Regions from separate parts of the Bombyx mori genome. Here region 1 is linked to region 2. A link is a contact called in public Hi-C data. All regions are on one chromosome and are shown on one strand. Each heading gives the region's core, a stretch centred on a gene start, on an enhancer-like site or on the middle of the called end of the contact. The rest is flanking DNA. Distances are from core to core; before and after follow the strand shown.

Region 1 (4,797 bases), core at 1,940-4,439, 130 kb after region 2:
CCGTGAAGCAGTAATGCGTTTCGGTTTGAAGGTTAGGGCAGCCGTTGTAACTATACTTGAGACTTTAGAACTTATATCTCAAGGTGGGTGGCACATTTACGTTGTAGATGTGCTCCAGTAACTACTTAACACCAGGTGGGTTGTGAGCTCGTCCTCCCATCTAAGCAATAAAAAAAAAGAATTACACGATTATATTATTTATAAAAATCAATTATAAATTGAGTTTAAAATCACGCCAAGACTCCGAGAAAAATAAAAATAAAACGACACACTACATATTTAGATATAAAAGCGTTTTTCCCAAATGTGCTCCTGATATCGAGAGATATTAGTTTTTTTTTTTAAACTATAAATCTCAGTTCGTCCGGAATGCTACATCAACCCTAAATGCAGGACGTAGAGACGAGAGTGCGATTACACCTGTCTGCGGTTCCCACGCGTCGCGACCACATCTCAAGCTATTGACACTTACTATTACGATTTCATCAGCACTTGTGTGTGTCATAACGAGTTCAAATTTTATTGATATTTTCATTCTCTAAATCGGGAGTGTGAACAGACTTTAATAATCTTGAGAGTAGCTAGGAGCGTGTGTAAATTAATATCTTATACCGACATCTATTGGCGAATAATAATACTATTTTTCATAATTGAGAGCAAATAACTGTTTTAAAAACACAATAAGACTAAAGCTATTTCAGAAGATGGCGTTGTTAAGCCACCCGAAGCCAATGAGTGTTTGGTTTAAAGTTAGACCAAGAAAATGAATTGTTTATTTATATTATTTGTGTCTTTTCACACTTTTTAACTCACTCAAAAATGCCTAAACAATCTTGGAATATTTCGTCATTTTATCAATATGTAATTCGTATTTAAATATAATTTCTAAAAAACAAAATTTATCATCGTTTACTCTGACTTAACGGAGAAAAATATACTTATCAATACTATCCGAACTAGGTAATTATGAGAGCTCGTACAGTTCATTGTCGATCCGAGGAAGTATGCTAACTTATCTTCGCCTTATTCAACTGTCGCGATGTTGGCAAGATATGCAAGGTATCATTGAGTTATTGTGTGAAAGATTCCATTTGCTCTATGTTGATGTACAAGAAAGTAAAAATTATTCAGGGAATTTATATTGAATCATTTAGCCTCAATGAAAATCAACAAGTATTGATAACTCGCTTATCTCCAGGTCTTACGGCTCCAGAGAAACCATATAAAAAAACCGCCAACCTAAATCTAACTTTAATTGTGAATACTGTACTTAGTAGTGTAAATTAATATTAATCTAACTTCCCACAGAATGATTATAAGGAATGTTAATTTACGGCAACACTGTACGCTATTAGTAAAACCTAACCACGCTCTTTTTTGACAATCGCGAAATATTGTAAGAGGAATTATGAATATGTACTTATGTATATGTATATTATATTTTATTGTAGTCACTTTTCCGCTGTCTATCGTATGTCAAATGGAAGTTTTCTTTTTAGTACTGAGAGACTCAAGGTGGGTGGTGACACTTATGTGGTAGATGTCTATGAGCTCCGGTAACCACTTAACACCAGGTGGGCCATGACCTCGTTCAACCACAGAAACAATAAAAAAAAAGCATGAGATATATGTATGTATGTACATTTTTATATATTGAGGAAAACTTGACAAATAAAAGTGAGCCTCGTACGATTTTTAAATTGAAGGTGTGATAATCTTGATGGCAATAGTCGTAACTAAAAATTCTTGGCCGTTTGATGTGTGATGACGATCGTTTGTCGGAAATTATAAATTTAAAGTGAAGAATGTATTTTTTTTTAAATTTATTTTGGTAATTTTAGTAAGTAATATATTAATTTAAATCACGCCTACAAATATTTTTACAAATACTTTTAGATGTTAGTTCCTGGATTTAAATTTATTTTACGATAATAAGGTTGTCACGTTCGTGATTTTAGAAGTCGCTGCTAATACGTACGATAAATGTTAACTTATTTTCAATTATATGAGGTTTCAATTGTTAGGTTAATTGTATTTTGTGGGTCAATAGGTATATTCTTTTATTTTATTGTAAAAGGCAAAGGCATCTAATTTTAAAAGATTTATGCTGTTAACACGATATTCCCTGAGGCTATTGAGTTTTTCAAAAATATTTATTTTCATTAAACGACGGGTGAAAAAGGGTCTTTACATAATCAACGTGTTCCCGTTCCGTGTAAAAGTTCGCCATTAAAGTACCGTTGCATGGTACAATTATGTTATTGGCGCCGGAGCTACCGATTCGACACACATAAACTGGTCAAACTAGATGTTTCGGTCCAGTTTGTTTGCGTTTAGCAACTTTGACTGTTTACTTTAAAAATTTAAATTACGATTGGTATTGGATATCGTTTTCATTGAATGTTTGGTGTTATGTAAGGTTGGTTTGATATGATCGACTGTGTCATAATTTTATGCTTTTTAGTGATTTAGGTAGCCTTTTTTTCCCTTCCTATGCCGATAGCCTTAAGAGGCTATATCAGCGTTACCCTAGTGTGTAGGTGAGCTCTCGGGTCTCAAACCGGAGGTGTTGGTAACACTGGCCCTAGCAAGAGCAGTACTTCGTAAAATCTGCCACCGGATCGGAAACGCGACCCACTGAGAAGATCCGGTGAGAAACTCAGTGGGCTGTGTCTATGGGTTAATTTACTCGCCGAGCCCTTTGTCATAAGCGACAAGTTCGGCGAGGACGGTGACCGGTGCTTGAGGTACCTAAAAGCACCGTTAATGGATCGATATAGCATTACACAACTTGTTCAGTACGAGATAACGGTTTAGAAATGTTATTTATTTAGAAACACACGCAGGAACCTAGGGTTCCGGTGAGATCACGGTTCCGGTAACCAGAAATGACAAACTGGCCAATTTCACATACATAACAGTTTGAATATCATTCACCAGGTTTATTGAAACTGATGATTTGAATAAAGTCGTTTTTACGTTAAAATAAGTTTTTCCTTAGATGGTAAAAGAACGCATTGACCACGTAGTAGTCGGTGATCACCGGGGCGTGGATCCCAGTGTGGTCAGAGCGCGGAGGGTCCAATCTCGGTGGGCCGTGCTGGAGTCATGGTCCAGGTGGCTGGTCGATCCTTCAGCTGGTCGTAGGACCGTCGAGGCGATTCTCCCGGCCCTTGTGGATTGGGTGAATCGTGATAGAGGACGCCTCACTTTCCGCCTCAGGCAGATGCTCACTGGGCATGGTTGCCTCGGTGAGTTCCTGTACCGGATCGAAGCCGAGCCGAGGGCAGAGTGCCACCATTGTGGTTGCGACTTAACACATGAAATTGAACTACATTACGGACATAAAACTATATACACGCATTTTAGTTATTAGGCCACTTAATTTCATAACAACGAAGCGATAAAGCTTGCTTACCTGGCATTTCAGTATCATACACAATCAATTGAAAAGAAGCATTTTAAAGATTGCATTCGATGTTTTACAACAAGGAAACAATTACAATTATGGTACAATAGGAAGGAACGTCCATTCTACAAAGGAATATTGTCACCACGATGCAACCTTAAACGGCAGCCTTTAACGCCGTGAAATTTCTACTGTGGGTAGTTGAAGTGTATACACTAGTTTGTTGAGCTCTCAGTGTTTTTAATTGTTAAAAATATATATTTTTACCTATTCATATCTAAATGCTATAATTTGGGTTCCAAAACTTGCTTCACAACAGCTCATAACAAGTTCTCTCTATTAATATCACTTCACATCATCACTACTGCCACATCATCAATAGCGCCGCATCATGGATCTGTACACTAAGTTACAAGAGGTGGAATCAAGCGTTGTGCAGAGGATGACTGAGTTTGAAGCAATGCTGAGCAGTCACCAGTCACCACACACGGACCTAGGCAAGTTGTCACAAGATTTCATCGCATTCCGGAATCTCACACTACAAACACTCAACATGCTGAGGTCACAGATGGAGCTTGTTCTCTTGGGGTTGGACAGGCATGAGATGGCGTCGCGTCGTAAGGTCCTTCTGTTTCATGGAATCCCGGAGTCAGATGCCACAGACCCAGCAACAGCAATTGTGGGTATATTAACCAACCAAATGAAGGTGGCTGGTTGCACAGAAGAGGACTTAACTGCTTGCTATCGGTTAGGCTCCAACACCAATAAGCCTAGGCCTATATTAGTCAGGTTCATGAGTTTGAGGCGATGCAATGAAGTGTGGAAGAACAAGACACTCCTGAAGGGTTCTAGGGTCATCATTTCAGAATTTCTGACCAAATCACGTCATGATGTCTTTTTGGAGGCCCGCTCTCATTTCGGCGTTAAGCGCTGCTGGACAACAGATGGGAAAATAATCGTCCTTCTCCCGGATAATAAACGCAGTAAGATTGAACAGATGTTTGAACTTCAGCATCTGAAAACCAAGTTTCCCTCGGCTCAAAAAGCGCAAGGAGCTCCTCAGTCATCTGGGAAATCTCATGACGAACCCAAGACGGCACCAAAATCAGCGGCAGAGCGAGAAATCGGCAAGAGGACGACTCGTCGAAAGTAGTATGGCGGTATCTTGAACTTATTCATAGATGTAACACTAAAAACTTAGTTATCTATTCGAGGTAGTTGTAATGCGTTTTTGAACATTATTTCGATCAACTTTCAAAATTACCAACATATAAAAATTTTGATTGTAAATAATTGTAATAGAACTGACAGATAGATAAGTGATAATCATAGATTATGCACTTAGTAGTAGCAGCAGTAGGGTTTTTCTCGAAGAGAAAGGCAATGGA
Region 2 (4,205 bases), core at 380-2,879:
AAATGTCTTGGACGACGGCCGCTTTGCGTTGCTTCCTCGCCTGGGTATATATACATTGAGAGTATATGTACATAATATATATTAAGAGGTGGTCACGATAAGATTTTTATCGCGTCCTAAGATAAGATTGTAATCGTGTCGCGTCACTTTTTCGAAGAAGCTTAGAAGAAGTGCTTATATATGTAGATGCTTAGACTAGGAACGGCTTCAGCTCATAGTCTGTATGTGTTGTCATGGGTTAGTCAGAGTCGCGTTTGTGTTCTAGAACGTCAACAGTAATGTTTGGTTACGGCGCGTGGCGTGCATTGTCTTTGTGACCGATGTTTTGACAAGTGAAGTTTCGAGGAAAACGTATGACAGAGCCAATGTTTATTTAACTTCCCTGTTGTTGATAGACGTCCTATATGAATTATAATTATTGTTGAATTGTTTGATTGTTGAATTAATAATATAGACGATGACCGAGCTTTGCTCGTTTTTTTTTTGATAACGCCATCTTGTTGTCTTTAATTAAAGCGGTTAGTTGCAAAAATAGTATTATTATTCGCCAATAGATGTCGGGAAGAGTTGATTATTGAAAACACGAATAAAACAATATTTTCTGAAAATAAATCGTAGCTAGATCGATTTATCGCCCCCGAAATCCCCTGTATACTAAATTTTATGAAAATCGTTGGAGCCGTTTCCGAGATTCTGATTATATATATATATATATTAATATACAAGAATTGCTCGTTTAAATGTATAAGATAAATAATGTATCACTGCGTTTTTATATTGCATGAATACGAATTTATTTCTGATATTATGGTTTCTTTTATTCATTGTTAAAACAAAAACCGGTACTCAAAGAGCAATTAATGTAAACGTAAAATTTTTACATAATTATGTGTACAATATTTACACAAGTCAACAATATTTACGGTTTTAATGTTCAAATGAATAAATATTGTTTTTCGGAATTCTTGTACGCTTTTTTCGACTCTAATTTATCCTTCGTAAGGACGTAGCTGTCGATCTTAATTTACATTATAGCAGTTAAATGCTCCGAACATGTAACGGTATGCAATAATGCCTTTACAACCCTAAAGCCTTGTATAGACTCTCTCCACCACCGACGACGGGCGCACACAAAATACAATACAGCGTTTGAGGAGTAATAGGGTTGTCCATAAAAAAATATTAGGTCCCTGTCAGTCCAGTGCACCTTTATGTAAAAAAATTAAATTACGTTAAAATACAATTTAATTTTATTTTGTATTTATTACTAGTGAAATCCGGTCAAGCTCTGCTGTGCTTATTTTATGAAAACCATAGATTTCTAAAGTATCATTTTTTTATTGCTGTAGATGAGCCGACGAGGTCATGACCCGCCAAACCTTAACTTAGTAATGTTTATGAAGCCCAGGTATGAATTAGTTAGAGTGTCATTCAAAAGCAGTTAAAAATATGGTCCGCTGAAGAAACCATGTAAGTCGATAGCCCTATATCTCCCCTTATAAATGAACATGAAACCCCACTTTAATAAAACATCTCGATAATGAAAAGTCAGACGGTCATAGAGGGTGGCGAATTACCCTTCATAAGAGATTTCAATTGAAACGAACTAACGTAGACTGTATGCGGTTCACGTAAATATCAAAATCGTATACACAGCTCAGTCTACGGTTCGCGCAATAATATCTTAATGATATGGAATCAGAAAGTATCTTTGAATTTTCGAAAGAATAAAAGGCGTAAGTCCCCGCTTCGGTAATACGTAAATATGTTTTAAGGTTTTTTTGATAAAGTTGTTTATGACGTGGGGGTGGTTTCAGTTCAGTTAAGAAGACGACATTTGACATTCATTGCGTTTTATTCGATAGGGCACGTGCACGGCCACCTGTCGTTGAATCTGCACTTGTTCTACTCATGTATAGAGTTTCTAATTAATGTACGCAAATAAAATTGCTTTAAGAACGTTTGCAGATTATAAATGGAAATCAGATGTACATATTCGGATCGGTTTGATTGTTTGTTAGCCTCTGTTTTTGTCATTTAGTATTTTCATCGGTTTTCGCGATTCGAAATCTATATATGTATATACTAGCGACCCGCCCTCGTTTCGCTTTGGAAACATTAAAACACACATGAAACCAAAAAAAAAAAATTAAAAAAAAATTAAAAAAAGTAGCCTATGTTCATAAGGGACAATGTCGGCTTCTAATGGAAAAAGAAGTTTTCAAATCGGTCCAGTAGTTTCGGAGCCTATTCGAAACAAACAAACAAACAAATCTTTCCTCTTTATAATCTTTATTATATATAATATATAGTATAGAAAAATGAAATGTTGTTCGTTAGTCTCGCTAAAACTCGAGGACGGCTGGACCGAATCAGCTAATTTTGGTCTTGAATTATTTGTGGAGAGTCCAGAGAAGGTTTAAAAGGTAGATAAATATGAAAATTTTGTTCTTCCTTTGATGTCCCCTCCCCGTCGGACGGATTACTTTTGTTTGTTTTAAGTTTATTTTACACAAAAGCTTAGGTCTTTTATTTATCGACTGAGGCACTACGAAGTCTGCCGGGTCAGCTAGTTAATTAATAATTAATATTGATATTACATTAATAACAATGAAATCTTTTTTACTCAGTCGCTCGCTGACTAAGAAAACTATAAAGTAGGTACTCGAAATGTTGGAAATAATATAATTAATGGCTTAGCATTATTGATATTTGTGATAGATTCAAGCTATATCGCCGGATCTTTTCAGTGGGTCGCGATTCCGATACGAGGGTAGATTCAGAGAAGCATTGCTCTTGGTACGTAGATTTTAGCAAATCCACTAAGGCTGGGTCCCGTGAGCTCCCCGTAGTATTGAATGCTAGCAGTGACAGGCAGGCAAAATAAATAATAATACTTTAATTCAATCAGACAAATGATAAGAGCACTCACAGACCACTTTTCCTCCCGATCCATTCACGGTGCTTTTAGGTACCTCAAGTACCGGGCACCGTCCTCGCCGAACCCGTAGCTTGCGACGAAGGGCTCAACGAGTAAATTAAACCATAGACACAGCCGACTGAGTTTCTCGCCGGATCTTCTCAGTGGGTCGCGTTTCCGATCCGGTGGTAGATTCTGCAAAGCACTGCAGGGTCAGTGTTAGCAACCCTTACGTTTTGAGCCCCGAGAATTCACCTACACGCTAGGGTAAAGCTGAAATACCATCTCGAGGCTATCAGCATAGGTAGGGAAAGAAAAGCCCACAGTCAGTCCTTACGTTTTGATTTCATAATTTATGAAGAAGTAAAATATAAATAAAAAAAACGTTGAATATTCACGTATTCAACAATGGTAGTTTGTTGGTTGTCCAACGGTAAACTGTATAAATTAGTGGGGAAAAAAACACGATAGAATTAATTTATAATGATAATATGCGGACTAAGTTTCAAAAGACAATGAATATTAAAATTAATTCGAGAACAGTTAACGAAGATAAGTGTATGGTTGAACGACGCGCTCACTGTGGCTTTCTTTATGCAACGTGACCAGAAATGAAACTATTGAAATAAATTGTCATTTTTAAATAATAATCGATTCGGGTCTCGTTCGATGCAAATGGCCGGCGCCGGATGCAGACCTCCCATTGACAAACGGCATTGCATCGGCGACAAAACGAATTCAAAATGGCGCCTCGCTGGTTTATCGCCAGCCGACAATTTCAAGGCCTCAAATAAACACTTCCGCCCGTTACGTGGCATTTACATTTTGATTATACTATAAATTTTATAGACTGCCGATACATTCTATAAATCTATAGAGGAAAATAGTGTTAAATTTTTATAGGCTGTACAAGAATGTGCATAATTATCAAATTAATTATCAACCAGAAACAGCGAAGTATTTGTAGTGAATATTTTCCGTGTTTTTTTTTATTTTCTTGAATAGGTGTATGGACGATCTCACGGCCCACCTGGTGTTAAGTGGTTACCGGAGCCCATAAACATCTACAACGTAAAACGCCACCCACCTTGAAATATGAGTTCTAAAGTCTCAGTACAGTTACAGCGGCTGCTGGGTGGTGGCTGAAGGGTGGGCCCTTCAAACCGAAACGCATTACTGCCTCTCGGCAGAAAGAGGCAGGGTGGTGTTACCTACCCGTGCGGACTCACAAGAGGTCCTATCACCGGTAATTACGCAAATTAAAACATAGAAGACACTGTTTTAT

What was found. Hi-C and Micro-C count contacts between places; a contact is called where the count stands out from the background.
Region 1: a contact with region 2 is called in a Hi-C map of whole pupa, with 1.9 times the contacts expected there. The contact joins two enhancer-like sites. A contact is called at or near these places in 2 of 7 Hi-C or Micro-C datasets (both in whole pupa).

What each region holds. Positions count from the first base shown.
Region 1 is chr11:14,955,617-14,960,413 of ASM3026992v2, forward strand. No RefSeq gene overlaps it. Among protein-coding and RNA genes, the nearest start is that of TRNAT-UGU, 24 kb to the right of the region's middle. Within about 2 kb of position 3,190, at least 2 of the 8 cell types and tissues checked have open chromatin away from gene starts, as enhancers often do.
Region 2 is chr11:14,822,707-14,826,911 of ASM3026992v2, forward strand. No RefSeq gene overlaps it. Among protein-coding and RNA genes, the nearest start is that of LOC101738508, 6.5 kb to the left of the region's middle. Within about 2 kb of position 1,630, at least 8 of the 8 cell types and tissues checked have open chromatin away from gene starts, as enhancers often do.